3 separate regions of the Callithrix jacchus genome follow, and all the other regions are linked to region 1. A link is a contact called in public Hi-C data. All regions are on one chromosome and are shown on one strand. Each heading gives the region's core, a stretch centred on a gene start, on an enhancer-like site or on the middle of the called end of the contact. The rest is flanking DNA. Distances are from core to core; before and after follow the strand shown. Region 1 overlaps NCOR2 (nuclear receptor corepressor 2). Region 2 overlaps ZNF664 (zinc finger protein 664). Region 3 overlaps ZNF664 (zinc finger protein 664).

Region 1 (4,813 bases), core at 1,205-3,704:
ACGGACGCAGGCCCTGTCCAGTCCCCAGTGTGCTCGTTCCGGTCCCCACAGGCCCAGCCAACGAGATCGCTGGAAACCACGTCAGGCCAGGTGGGCAGACAGAAGGGCCGGGTGCGGCCTGGGGCGAGCGGCGACTGCAAGGACTGGACTTCTTTTCACACATCGTTGCCGCAGCGGTGGGAAGGAAAGGCAGATGTAAATGATGTATTGGTTTACAGGGTATATTTTTGATACCTTCAATGAATTAATTCAGATGTTTTACGCAAGGAAGGACTTACCCAGTATTACTGCTGCTGTGCTTTTGATCTCTGCTTACCGTTCAAGAGGCGTGTGCAGGCCGACAGTCGGTGACCCCATCACTCGCAGGACCAAGGGGGCGGGGACTGCCGGCTCACGTCCTGCTGTGTCCTCCCTCCCCCCCCTTTCTTGAGCAGAATGAATTCGATGCGTATTCTGTGGCCGCCATCTGCGCAGGGTGGTGGTATTCTGTCATTTACACACGTCGTTCTAATTAAAAAGCGAATTATACTCGAGTTACAAAGGTTTCTTCTCTACCTCATACTGGGCAGCCAGTAGGCCAGACAGCTAGGGTTTAGGGGACAGCGGGAATACAACCCTGGAGGGCCAAGGCCACATCCCCCTGAGTCACCAGGGACTGGACCCTTTCATAACTGAGTATTTATACCCCTCATAAGGACATCACCATCAGAACATCAAATAGTCACATCATGGTGAAGGTGTCAAGTATTCACACCCATGGTGAGAGGGTCTGAGATGTTCACACCCATGTGTCAGGTATTCGCACCATGGTGAGGGTGTCATGTTCACACATGGTGAGAAGGTGTCAGGTATTCACGCCATGGCAAGGGTGTCAAGTAGTCACACCCATGAGAGTGTCAGATGTTCACACCATGGCGGGTGTCAGATATTCACCATGGTGAGCGTGTCATGTTCACACTCATAGTGTCAGGTGTTTACACCATGGTGAGGGTGTCAGTTATTCACATCCATGGTGAGGGTGTCGTGTTCACACTTATGGTGAGAGGGTGCAGGTGTTTACACATGTCAGGTATTCACACTCATAGTGAAGGTGTCTAGTATTCACACCCGTGGAGTCCGGGATGGCCATCAGTTCCTACTTGGAGCCTTTTTAATGTCATCCCTGCCCACAGAGATCATGATAGGAGATGTCCCGGTGTGTTTTCAGTACAGGCAGGAGAGAGAGCAACCCCTGCCAGTTTGGGCGGAGACCACTGCCCACCTGCCTCTTGGGTTCGGGTGTACCACGTAATGGGTATGCCCTGTCCTGTGCCTGTGGCATCCCTTTTGGAGCAGCGTAGAGCCTGATAGTGGCCACAGTTCTTTGCCATGGACCCTGGTCAGTGTTGGCCTTGTCCCTCGGTGCCAGTGGCCTGGCCCTCCCCCACGCTTTACTGCCCTTTTCCTCTGCTGGCTTCAGCAGCATGGCTGCTGGTCCACACTCCCCCAAAGCCTGATGCCCCACCTGGTGCCCAGTTTTGTATGTGGTCTCAGTCCCCAGAGCCAGACTAGGTGGTGGACTGGAAGGATGTCAGGGAGACTTCATTTGTCCACTGGCCCATAGGTATGGCTGCAGGTGCCCTGGCATGGGGAGGGCACTGGCGCCCCCTGCGATGCCACTGCCTGCTTCTGTAGAGGGAGGGAACCCACCCTCACCCTGGAGCTTCCCCTGCTTGTCCAGGCTGGCCTGAAGCCTCCCCACAGAGCTTCCATCTGGGCAGCCCTATCACAACCTCTTAGCCTCCTTATGTCCCCAAGCCAATAGGGACAATGCTGGCCTGAGTGTGACCTCAGGCCCAACCCCATCCCAGAGCAGAGGTCAGAGCCATGAAGTCAGCTCTGCCCAATGGCATTCCTGGAGCCACTGTGGGCTGAGGACCCCCAGCCAGTGTCCCACTCCACCCAAGACCCACCAGACGTATAACACTTGGCAGCCAGGGAACGCCTGCCCTGCAAAGGCCGAGTCGTTCTAGATGGGTTCCCAGGGCAGACCCAGCTTCCCAGGCTCTAAAATCTATGGGAGTGCAGGGGGTGGGATGTGGGCCCTCTGTCGCTCATGGGCACAAGATAATCTGCAAAGCAGGGCATTCTCTTTCTGCTCTTCCTTCAGAGGTGCGTCTGAACCATGCTAAGCGTGGCCCAGAGTCCTGGAATTCCGCCTGTCCCCACCCCTTGGCCTTCAGGCCCAGGCAGTCTGGGGTGCTGCCCTCAGTTCACCCAGAAATAGGCAGTCCCAAATCCCCAAAGAGGGCCCATGCTGGCCCAGCAACTGGTAAGCAGGGACAAAGGGATGGTGCCCACACAGATAGGAGTCAGCCTTGGGGGCTCTGATGGGGCTTTGCCAGCAAGGATGGCCAAGATCGGGGATCCCTGGCCCTGTGCTGGTGCCTGACCAACCCCACATCCAGCACTGTAGACAGCAGCCCCGCAGGACTAGGGAGCAATGGAGGGGAGAACCAGGGTCCGCTGGAAGCAGAAATTGCCACCTCCTGTCCCGACCTTCCCAGAGGACCCCAAGCCTCCAGGGCCCGGGCTTGCCCAGGGTCCTGCCTCCCCTAGGTGGGGACCTGGGAGGAGGGGGTTGAGAGAGACCTTTGCATCCCCAGGGGCTCTGCCCAGCCTCACTGGCTGTCTGTGTTACCCTGAGTACTGTGCCCAGGGTAAAAATAAGCTGAGGCCTTGCTTCCAGCTTGGTGGCTGCAGTCTGTGTGAACTTGGGGAAGCTTCGGGTGCCCTCTGGGCCTTGGTTTTTAATCTGCGTGCCAGGCCCTGATGCTTCCAGACAAGGCTGAGCCTGGTGCTGGGCTGTAGTTCTGAGGCCAGCAGGCAGATGGCAGTGTGGGGCTGGCAAAGAGCCCTGTCCCAGGTGGGCCTGCCCTCCACCCAGGGCACAGAGTGACCCCCACCTGGAATCCAGGCTGGGTCAGGGTATTGGTCACGCCAGCCGTCCGGGGTTGCCCGCTCGTATCAGTGCTGCCCAGGATCCCACAGTACCTTGTTCAGTCACAGTTAGACCAGAGAGATGGGTGTGGACCACAGGGCTCAGCCCTCACAGCCATCACCACCAGCCCCCATCTCTGTTCGTCTGAACTGGTACCACTAGGCAACACGACCTGTCTTCTCTGAGGACCAGGGACCAGACCCAACTCAGGCGGGCAGTTGTCTGCAGGTGCATGGAAAGCTTGCAGCCTCCTGGTACCCTTAAAGGGTCCGCTCTGTCTCCCAGCTAGTCAGGCGGTCCCCAACCTTCAAAGACCTACCCCCAAAGCTGTCATTCACCTACCCCCAAAGACTTCATACCACCTACCCCCAAAGCCCTCATCCCACCTACCCCCAAAGCCCTCATCCCTCCTACCCCCAAAACCCTCATCCCTCCTACCCCCAAAGCCCTCATCCCACCTACCCCCAAAGCCCTCATCTCTCCTACCCCCAAAGCCCTTATCCCTCCTGCCCCCAAAGCCCTCATCCCACCTGCCCCCAAAGCCCTCATCCCTCCTACCCCCAAAGCCCTCATCCCTCCTACCCCCAAAGCCCTCATCCCTCCTACCCCCAAAGCCCTCATCCCACCTACCCCCAAAGGCCTCATCCCACCTACCCCCAAAGCCCTCATCCCTCCTGCCCCCAAAGCCCTCATCCCACCTGCCCCCAAAGCCCTCATCCCTCCTGCCCCCAAAGCCCTCATCCCTCCTGCCCCCAAAGCCCTCATCCCTCCTACCCCCAAAGCCCTCATCCCACCTGCCCCCAAAGCCCTCATCCCTCCTGCCCCCAAAGCCCTCATCCCTCCTGCCCCCAAAGCCCTCATCCCTCCTGCCCCCAAAGCCCTCATCCCTCCTACCCCCAAAGCCGTCTTCCCACCTACCCCCAAAGCCGTCTTCCCACCTACGCCCAAAGCCGTCTTCCCACCTATGCCCAAAGCCGTCTTCCCACCTACGCCCAAAGCCCTCATCCCTCCCATTCCCAAAGCCATCATCCCACCCGTCTTGTGTGGCTTTTTCACTGCTCCATCTAAAATGGAGACTCACGCTGTTCCCCTGACCCCCATCTCCCTGGAAAACCCCTATACACATTACAAAACCCAGCTAGGGCATGACTTCCTCAAAAAAAAACACTACCCTGGCCCATCTTCTCTCCCGTCTGGGTCTCTGATAACCCTGCAAGCCTTGTCTCAAACCTGACAGCACCCTGGAGGCGGAGCCCTTGTCTTTCTGCTCCTGACCCTGCCTTTGACTCTGAACCTCCCTGGAAAGTGTGTTGTGAACAGACGCTGCAAGTGGCTAGTTCTCCATAGAAAGCTAGAAAGAGCTCTGCCATGGACACCATGTCTTAGGACCTGGGGAAGTTGGTTAAAATGTGTATTCCTGGGTCCAGTTAGACGGTCTGATGCTCTAGGTCTGGGGTTGGCCCTGGAATCTATATTTTCAACAAGCGTTCCAGGGGTTTCTGGTGGGGGTGGTTGGCGGCCCCCACTATGATGGCAGGGCTGGTGTCCAAGGTTGGAGCTAGGCCCTCACCTGGAACCTGGCTCCTTTGCTTCCATCTAACCAGGAGGTCTCCAGTATTGGCACAAAAGTCTCTGCAGAAGGAGGCCTGGCCACCCGCCTGAAGAGCTGCTGCCCGCAGGGCAGGAACGGACTGGTCCCGAAGACCCTGGGGCTGGCTCTGGACAAGACTTCCTGGGATGACACAGATGAACTGGAGCAGTCAGGGTGGCTTCCTGGAGGAGGCAGGTCTAAGGAAGGAGTAGGCTGAGAGGAGAAAACCTGTGTGGGCAAAG
Region 2 (4,813 bases), core at 798-3,297, 290 kb after region 1:
TTAAAGTCAAACTTTTCCCATTGATTTATAATTTCAGGAATGCTAAAATTTTTGTTTAAAAAATTTCATATTTGTTTAAAAATATGAATACTTGTATAAAGGTAATTTACTGGTTCATCTTGCATAAAATAAATTTATCCCGTTTCACTCCCATCATGCTCCCATTCAGATAATCGAAATACTTCCCACTTTAAAAATACATCCCACTTTATGTATTCGGATTTGCACTTACAAAAGATCTGATTAATCCCTGAGGTATGACAAAGACTCTGCCCTTGATCAAATGATAGGTTCCTCGGAGGCCTCTTCCCTGCAAGGCCTCATCCTCAAGCTCTGCCTCCTCTTAGTAATTTTCCATCCATTCCCCACTCTGCCTCTTGACTATAATCCACAGCTGTCTTTGCTGTATTTGGAGTTGAGCCCTCTCCCTCTCCCCTGCTGGGACGGTCTCGACCCCTCAGAATGGTCCTGAATAAAGTCATTTTAACAAGCTTCTAGATAACTTTTTCTTAACAGGTAAAACAACTGGCCACTGACCCTACTTGGAAGCACCCAGTGAAAGTTTCCATATAATGCAAAGCTATTTGACTTTGAAAACCAAACTTCAAAATAAGAGTGCTCCAAGAACATTCCAGGATATTCTGTTTCTCTCCTCTCCCCAAGAGGTATGCAATGATTCTGGAATGATCTGCAATGATTCTCAGAATCAGAATCTGAAATGATTCTGGAATGAGTCTCAGAACATTCCAGAATGTTCTCTCTCTCCTCTCCCCAAGTGGTCTCATTCATTTCTACAACACTCAGAGATGATTATCAGTCATTCCAGAAGGTTTCCAGAATGTTCTCTCTCCTCTCCGTTGGTCTCATTCATTCCCACAGCACTCAGAGATGACTCTCAGCCATTCTCCCAGGGTCACCCCAGCATGGGCTCCATCACCTCCAAACTGCCCCACGGACAGCTTCCTGCCTCTTCTCTCTCCAATTCACCACCACCAGTCACTTCCCCACTGAAAACTCCCCCGTGTCACTGAACATCATGAGTAAGTCCAGGCGCAGCAGCTCACACTTGTAATCCTAGCACTTTGGGAGGCTGAGGTGGGAGGATCACAAGGTCAGGAGTTCCAGACCAGCCTGGCCAAGATGGTGAAACCCCATCTCTACTAAAGTACAAAAATTAGCCAGGCATGCTTGCACACACCTGTAATCCCAGCTACTCAGGAGGCTGACGCAGGAGAATTGCTTGAACCTGGAGGGGGGCGGAGGTTGCAGTGAGCCGAGATAGCACCACTGCACTCCAGCCTGGCAACTGAGCAAGACTCCGTCTCAAAAACAAAACAAAACACATCACGAATAAGTTCCAAATTCCCTAGCTCTGGACCATCGAATCCCTTCCAGCCTCTAAACAGATCCCGGGTTCCAGAACCTTCTGGTCTCTTCACTTGCTCTTGACATCATCGCCTCCTAGAATATCGCGATGCCAGCTCCCACCCACCTGCATCTCCACAGTTTCACCCATTCTTCTGACTTCGAGTACACGCCGAGCTGTACTGTGGTTATCACTCCTCCCTGCGGGGTCTGAACAGTCCCAAGGGCAGGCACTATTTCATTTTCCACCACCCACACTGTGTAGCACAATGCATTAGTCATCGTGGGTATTCGGTAGATATGTATTGAACAATTGAACAAACGTCACCATTGAATTCAATAGAATCGGAAACACTTAGGGAAAACATCTTAAAATACTGATTTTTCTGGGGAGAACTTTTTTTTGCCAAATGAAAAATTTAAATCATACAAAGCACACAGGTGCCCCCTTGTGGCTTTGCGCCGACACTGCAGCATCACCAACAAAAATGGCCGACTCCCCAGGTGGTGAGAAAGAGGAAGAGATGAGTTCAATTACCGAGTTCTGAGATGTCCAGCCTGGAGTCTTTCTTCCCCGTAATAACAGGCAGGTGTACAACGAAACCATTCAATCACAAGCCTACGGTCTACACAAGCAGCTCAGTAGCTGTTACTCTGAGAACTTAGCTCCTTCTCATGCCTGCCTGTAACTGGAGCTGTGGCACCTACAACACGGGGTTTGACTGGGTCCCTTCAACTTAATGAAAGGAGACGTCAGAAGCACAGCCATCGGCTGCAGCGTGGAAACCTTGATTCCGTCATGGTTAAAATAAACCAGCAGCAGGAGACGTCTGCGAGAGTCCACAAAAAATCCTGTACATGAAAATGTTCCTAGCAGCTTTACTCATGATCACCAAAGAGAAGACAGCCCAAACGTCCCTCAACAGCTGGTGGATGGGTAAATGGTGGGCCCACCACGTAACAGGCTACTTGTTGCACAGCAATACAAATCAGAGGCTATGGAGACACACACGCAACATGGGTACATATCAAAACTACGATGCCGTGTGAAAGCAGCCTCACACAGGGTATGATGCTGGTTACATGAACTTCCAGAAGATGCAGTCCTAAGAAAAGTCAGATCGGGGTTTGAGTGGAGCAGGGGGCTTGACAGGAAGGGACATGGGGACCTTATGGGATGAAGACAGTGTTCCGTATCTTCACAGGGGTTTGGGTTAGACAGATAACCATTTGTCTCAACTCATCGAATATTATACTGGACACTTGTGTCTTAATTGTATGTCAATTTTACCTCAAAAGGAAAAAAAAACTAACAAATACTGGACTCTGGCAAATGACACTCATGCTGAAGTGTTTGGGATAACGGTACTGATACCTGCATCTCACTTTGAAACGCACTGAAGAATTAGGATGGATTAATGGATGCTAGAAGGATGCATAGGTGGACAGGTATACAGGAAGGCGCACGGCCAGATGGCCATTCTGGAACTAGGTGGCGTATATACAGGTGCTCACTGTAACAGCCCTTCAATTCGTCTGATGTTTGAAAATCTTTTCATGATAAAATCTTGGAGGAAAAGACACTGGGAATAACTGGGGCTATCCGAATATCCACTGGGGTTATTCAATACTGGGGATATATGAATATTGACTAGGTGTGAGATGACTCAGTGAATTGCGTTAATCTTTTATGTGTGAGGATGATGGTGCCATGGTTAGCAGAAATATGTCCGTATTCTTAGAGACACATCCTAAAGTATCTAAAGGTGTCATAACATCTGAAATATGCTTCAAAATACTCCAGAGGGCAGAAAATGAAGCTAACAATGTCACGTGTTAGTAATGATTACACCCACGTGTTGAACTTAGAGGTGGCAGGTACACCTACACCATTGGCTTTCCTTGTTTCTGAGAAGGACATGCTCTCCCGTGGAGCTTGGACTGCCACATTTGAAGTTCTGCCTCTCTTGTCCATCTGCCTGCTGACATTTTTCCTTTTAAAGTTTATGTCCAGTTAACAATTTGCTAGTCTAATAATGAGCATGAGGTCAGAAGAGACATTCCAAGAGAATGAGTGAGATGAGAACATAGAAGGTAAAATAACCAGTCAGAGTGACGAAAGGCTTAAGAAAAAGGCTGGGTAACCGGGAAGGAGGGAGAGTGTGGGTCCCCGTGTGCCAGGACGTCTTCATGACGTGTCCCCTCTGGCCCCTCCTGCCTTGCTCGCTGGCTTCACCAGGAATCTCTCCAAAGTCGAATCCTCAATGGTGCGCACCACACCCTATCGGCCACCTCTCCTCTCCAGTCTGCCTTCTCCAGCCCTGCAGCCACATCGCATCTCAGAGTCTGTCAGTTCAACCTTTACAGTCTCCCAAAGGGTCCGGTAAGGGTCCGGTATAAGCCCCTACCCAACCATCCCATACTCTCCTACCCAAGGAGAAAAAAAATCTAATCGGAAAAAAATCTCCCAATTATTTTTCTCCCCAATGCCTCTGTTGTGGAGATTTAATCTTAAGAGCTCTAGCATGGAGCCTCTGTCAAGGGAGAAGAAAAGGGCTTCAGGGTCTCCCCGGCCCGGTTTAGAATCCCAGATCCATCACTCACTTAAATGGGGAATTTGGACCATTCAGTGAAACTTGTGTTTCAGTTTCCTCCTCTGGAAAATGGGCCTGTCAGTTCAGACTGACAGTTACAGCAGCATAGCGCCACCTGCTGCTGGAATGCACAAATGCACTTTCTTTATTTTGCTCGCCCACAATTTGGCATTTGAGACTCCTCCCTAACCCTCTAACCATATTGCTCAGACACGTGAAATTCCAGCAACACAGAGGTACTTACAGTTCCCCAGACACACGCTGTGACTTCATGCTTCAATTTTTCACGTAAGTCAACAGTTTTCAAAGTGGGGTCCCCAGAACAACAGCATCAACATCCCCTGGGAACTCGTTAAAAAACAAATTCCCAAGCCCTACTCTAGGCCCAGTGAATCAGAAACTGGGGGTCAGGGCCCAGAGATCTGTGTTTTCATGAGCCCTCCTGGTGGTTCTGATGCAGGCTTAATGTTAAGAACCACTGGTATATATCCTCTCCTCTGCTTAAAGTGTACCTTCTCACTATACCTGTCAAACGAACTCCTATGCATCCCTCAAAGCCCTTCTGTAGAAAGCCTCTCCTGGATCCCGTGACCTTAGATAGGGTGATTCATGCTCACCTCTGAACTAATGCTATAGTTTGATTATAGCTCTATGGTTGCTTTTATGACACTGTGCTATTACGATCTGTTTGGAAGTCTTTCTCTCCTACTAGGCCAAACCTAGGTAGCAAGGAGTATGTTGTTATTCTTTGCATTTCAGCCCCTAGCAAGGTGGGCCTCCCTTCGTCAGGGTGTATTCCTAGAAGTGACGAAGTGAAATTGCTGTGTCATCTGGTGGTCTGAGCCGCCTAGCTG
Region 3 (4,813 bases), core at 1,632-4,131, 270 kb after region 1:
TTTAACAGACCATTTATTAAACACCTACTGTATGTGATGCACTGTGCTAACTTCTAGGGATGGAAGGGAGGGCAAGACAGATGAGGTCCTTTTCATGGTAAATAGTGCAGTTTGGATGGTGGGCATGAAAGAAGTGATGCCCGTAGATGTGGTGAGTGGCCCAGTAAAGGCTTGTTTGGCAGAAAGAGACTCAGGGAAGAGGTCCCACATTTTCATTGGTCAAAACCTATTTGCCTGTCCTAAGAGACACCACTTGCTGTAACAAAGTACCCCAGCAGCTCAGTGGCTTAATTCCGTTTTCTCTTACATCATAGTCTGATGTGGTTGGGTAGCTCTCCTGGACAGCTCTTTTCAACAAGCACTCAAGGATCCTGGCTTCCACCACTTACCTTAAACACGTGGCCTCTATGTGGAAGGGAAAGGGAAAGTTTGGAGGACTACACAAGGGGTGTGACAGTCAGGCCCAAAAGTGCATATGTCACTTCCACCACATCTGGCTGGCTCTATCACATGGCCCAGTCACATGACTTTAACCTCACTGCAACACATGCCCAGTGTTATAAGTAAAATTTAGGGCCGGGCGCGGTGGCTCACGCCTGTAATCCCAGCACTTTGGGAGGCCGAGGCAGGTGGATCATGAGGTCAAGAGATCAAGACCATCCTGGTCAACATGGTAAAACCCCGTCTCTACTAAAAAAAAACACAAAAAATCAGCTGGGCATGGTGGCGCGTGCCTGTAATCCCAGCTACTCAGGAGGCTGAGGCCGGAGAATTACCTGAACCCAGGAGGCGGAGATTGTGATGAGCCGAGATCGTGCCATTGCACTACAGCCTGGGTAACAAGAGCAAAACTCTGTCTCAAAAAAAAAAAAAAAAAAAATGCTGCAAAAGAAATAGCACTCGAAGCCGGGTGCGGTGGCTCACGCCTGTAATCCCAACACTTTGGGAGGCTGAGGTGGGCGGATCACCTGAGGTCAGGAGTTCGAGACCAGCCTGACCAATATGGTGAAACCCCATCTTAAAAAAAAAAAAAGAAAGAAAGAAATAGCACTTGAAGATAAATCCTCTCAGCAACACAGTTTATTTCTATAGAAGGGTGCAGCGCACAGATGGAGCAATGGTGGCTGCATGCTTGGACATGGGGGGAAGGGGTACTTATGCCTGATGGGGGGTAGTCCCTACTGCTGTGTCATTCCCCACTGCTGTGTCATTCCCCTATTGGCTAAGGTTAGACCACACAAGCTAGATTAATCACGATTGGCTATTTTAAAGATAACAGGGGTACAAGCTAGAATGGCAGGGGGGGTGTTTGGCAAGAAGGACAGTTACAGGCGGGTCAGAGCAGGTGGCCAGGGGTTATCTAGGTCAAAGAAGGTGACCAGGATGAGTCAGGATGGAGCCAAGGGCCAGGGGAACAGATGTGAACTACTGATTAGAACTGGTGGAGAAGGTTGTTACTGGAATTACAAGGAAATTAAACTTTAAAATAGAGAAAGAATAAGAGAGCTGAACATGCTGACATACTGATTCTTTGAAGAGAAATTTAGAACTCATTGTATCTAATACCAGGAAGAGAAGATGGTGGGCATCCGGCCAGTTCCTGCAGCGTCATCTTTCAAGGTCTGTCTCCAGTGCCACCAACTCCACAGAATGGGAGACACCCCGACCCTGATGGAAGGCTCCTCCCTCTTCACACATGCTCTGCACTTTCCTGGTGACTGTAATGTGCTTAACTTTCTGTTATGGCCATCTGTGAGTCTGTCTGCCCCTCCTAATCAAATGGAAACCTCTTGAGGACAGAGGCCCTGTCTAAGTCACCTTAGCATCTCCCATAGCATCCGCCACACTCTGAATGGTGGGCAGCTCATGTGCTTACATGCTGAACTGAGGATGGCAAACTTTTTTTTTTTTTTCCACCTCTGCAATTTTTGTTCCAAAGTAGAGACAACTGGCTGGGAACGTGCAGCATGAAGGTTCATTCAAATCAACCGCTGTCAAGTGTGGAAACACACTGGTGCACACCACGAAAACGTCCTATCAGTCCATGCATGATGGGTGCGGGGACTTCTGCCTCCCAGAGTTCAAATCCAAATGGCTCAGCTGCTCCTTGCAGACCTTCCTCCTGAGAGTGCTGTCTGGCAGGATCCTTGGGTGCCTATCGCAGTCTCAGAATCCATTTAATGGACTACCAAGAGCCCCGTGCTAGGTCCCTGGCACCACAGTGGTGCTGGGTGTAATGGAAACGTCATCATGCCTCCCCAAAGCTAGATCTGGGTCTAAAGATGCTGCTTTGAACTGTAGAGTGAAAGCTGAAACCTTCTTTTCCCATTCCTTCTCTCGGGCCACCCTGACACCAACTCTCATTCTAAAAATAATCATGGTGGCTTTTCAACAGGAGATTGCTATGTGCCTATAAAATTCCACCATTGACATTCATGCCTATGTTCCACTTCTTCCTACAATTCATTATATTTTTCCATTCTTTACTCCCAGCTAATGGAAAGTGGGTTTAAAAATAGACCCAATGTATTACAGGAAAATTCTGGATCCTAGAAAAAACAGAGAGGGCCGCTTCAAAGGAAGTGGGTGGAGCTGCTGCCCAGCGGGCTTGGAGGGTGAAGGACCTTGGTTTCTAATGTGTGGTGCTCGGCTGCCCCCTTGCTGGTTCACCCTGTAGCAATCACGCCCTGTTCTAGCAGGCAGAGGGGGGTCTGGAAGAAATCAGCTTCCCCGGAACTGCGTCCTGAAGCTGTCTGCACAGGAAATATGCACAAAGGGAAAAGGAGGAGAAAGAAATGTGGAAAAGATCCAGCTGACTCTCAATTGGCATATCATAGGGAACGTTTTCCACCCCACTTCCCTGTTGAGTGCGGTAGGCAGGGGGGTTTCCCTCTCTCCTTCCTGGCATCTGCCTTTATTTTTCTGAGAGGCTTTTTCTGCTCACTTTACTTTCTTCCTGTTAAGCTGCCTCCCTCCACTCTCTCCTTGAAGCCAAAGACTCGATTCCACTCTGCCTCCTAGAGTTGTGAAGACCTTGACTTTTTTAAGGACAGGGTCTCACTGTGTTGCCCAGGCTGGAGGCAGTGGTGCAATCTCGGCTCACTGCAGCCTCAACCTCCCAAGCCCAAGCCAACCTCCCACCTCAGCTCCTGTGTAGCTGGGGCCAGAAGCACACATCACCACGCCTGGATGATTCTGTATTTTTTGTAGAGATGGGCTTTGCCATGTTTCCGGTTTTCAGGCTGGTCTTGAACTCCTGAGCTCAAGCCTGCCTCGGCCTCTCCCAAAGTGCTGGGATTATAGGCGTGAGCCACCCCGCCTGGCCGAGACCTTCCTTGACTTTTAGAGCTGAAAAAAGACTCATCAGCAGCTTGAAGGGCTTTTCCATTCTATGGAGCGCGCGTCCTGGTAATTCCTCTCTTCTTTCATGGTTCAGCGCTTCCATCGGGGATTTTCAACTAAACTGCAGGATCCAACCTGTGAAAAGGCTCTTAACCAGAGACCTGGGAGGAGACTTTGGAGCTTGCTAATATTTCTAGGACTGAAGGCATCTCAGCACACATTTCCACATGCCCCTTCCTTTTCATCTTCTCCCCAACTAACGACATGGGAAGGCGGATATTCTTTTTCACTTAAAACAGAATCCACGGCCCTGCAGCCATAGTGCTGGGCTGGGGGTCATCCTTTGACATGTTCATCTGGGGTGCTGGGGACTCAGGAGACACAGTGGCTTCCTCCAGGCTGTTATGGAAGTCCCAGTGGCTCCTGGAGACATGAATGCCTCCTGGGAGGGGAAAATCATATCAAAGGATTAGCTTCGTTTCTTCATCACCAGAAAATTAGATGCCTGATGACTCAGTGTGAGCGTCCTGGACACCCTTCGTCCTCACGTCTCTCACGGCCCCAGTGAAGCCACCTTCCCCTCCCTCAAAACCTATCGTTGCTTGGAAGCAAACAGAGTTAGCAAGAGTTTTTTCGGTCCTAAGTATTTTTTTCTAAACAGTCACTTTACTAGGAGGTGAAATACTAATGTTTTCATCTAACTCAACCATCTGGATCAAAGAGTAACTGGGTGAAGCTATTTCACAAGAGATGGGAGACAGCCTTCCTTCCATTTGCTAGCACATATTCAGACACAGACCCCAACTCCAGCCCCACAGGTCACAATGCCTACGAAAGCCCCAGAGGAAAGAATTAATGGGGAAAAATAAGTGTTCACTTCTTTAAGTTAAGAATAACCCCCCCCCCACAACACACACACACACACACACACACACAATGGCCTATGGGAAAAAACAAACATGCATTATACCTAAATCGTTAGATAAACACCACTTCCTCTTACGGTTATTTGAAATCCGAAAGATCTCATTGTTGAATTTTCTTGCATTATCCTGATTCCTTAAAGGAAAGAGCCAAATAAATAGGACTGAATTCACACAGACCCAACATCATTTGGGCGCATTAAATCCTCCAGAGGTTGAAGGTGAAGGCCAAGTTTATTAACACAAATTGTTCCTATCCTGTGAGGAATAAAATAGCATGTTTTAACCGTGGAAACTGAGGCACAAAGCGTAAGTACAGAATAAGAATAATCACAGGGCCAGGTGTGGTGGCTCACGCCTGTCATCCCAACACTTTGGGGAGCCAAGGTGGGCGGATCACTTCAGGCCAGGAGTTTGTGACCAGCCTGACCAACATGCCGAAACCCTGTCTCTACTAAAACTACAAAAGTTAGCCAGGCATGATGGCACATCCTGTAATCCCAGCCACTTGGGAGGCTGAGGCAGGAAAATCACTTGAATCTGGAGGG

Evidence for each region. A called contact is a pair of places that touch in the nucleus more often than the background predicts.
Region 2: a Hi-C map of induced pluripotent stem cells shows a contact between it and region 1, with 9 times the contacts expected there. The contact joins two enhancer-like sites. A contact is called at or near these places in 3 of 3 Hi-C or Micro-C datasets (induced pluripotent stem cells and skeletal muscle).
Region 3: a contact with region 1 is called in a Hi-C map of skeletal muscle, with 5 times the contacts expected there. The contact joins two enhancer-like sites. A contact is called at or near these places in 2 of 3 Hi-C or Micro-C datasets (both in skeletal muscle).

The regions. Positions count from the first base shown.
Region 1 is chr9:127,505,817-127,510,629 of calJac240_pri, reverse strand. NCOR2 (nuclear receptor corepressor 2) reads left to right here. Exons shown (of 48, transcript XM_078337682.1): 48 at 1-533. Among named protein-coding and RNA genes, the nearest start is that of RFLNA, 32 kb to the right of the region's middle. Within about 2 kb of position 2,454, at least 4 of the 16 cell types and tissues checked have an H3K27ac peak or open chromatin away from gene starts, as enhancers often do. A contact at or near this core is called in skeletal muscle, where this site is marked.
Region 2 is chr9:127,213,480-127,218,292 of calJac240_pri, reverse strand. The region is part of intron 3 of ZNF664 (zinc finger protein 664); the gene reads right to left. Among named protein-coding and RNA genes, the nearest start is that of CCDC92, 64 kb to the right of the region's middle. Within about 2 kb of position 2,047, at least 2 of the 16 cell types and tissues checked have an H3K27ac peak or open chromatin away from gene starts, as enhancers often do.
Region 3 is chr9:127,233,184-127,237,996 of calJac240_pri, reverse strand. All of the region lies in intron 3 of ZNF664 (zinc finger protein 664), which reads right to left. Among named protein-coding and RNA genes, the nearest start is that of CCDC92, 84 kb to the right of the region's middle. Within about 2 kb of position 2,881, at least 3 of the 16 cell types and tissues checked have an H3K27ac peak or open chromatin away from gene starts, as enhancers often do. A contact at or near this core is called in skeletal muscle, where this site is marked.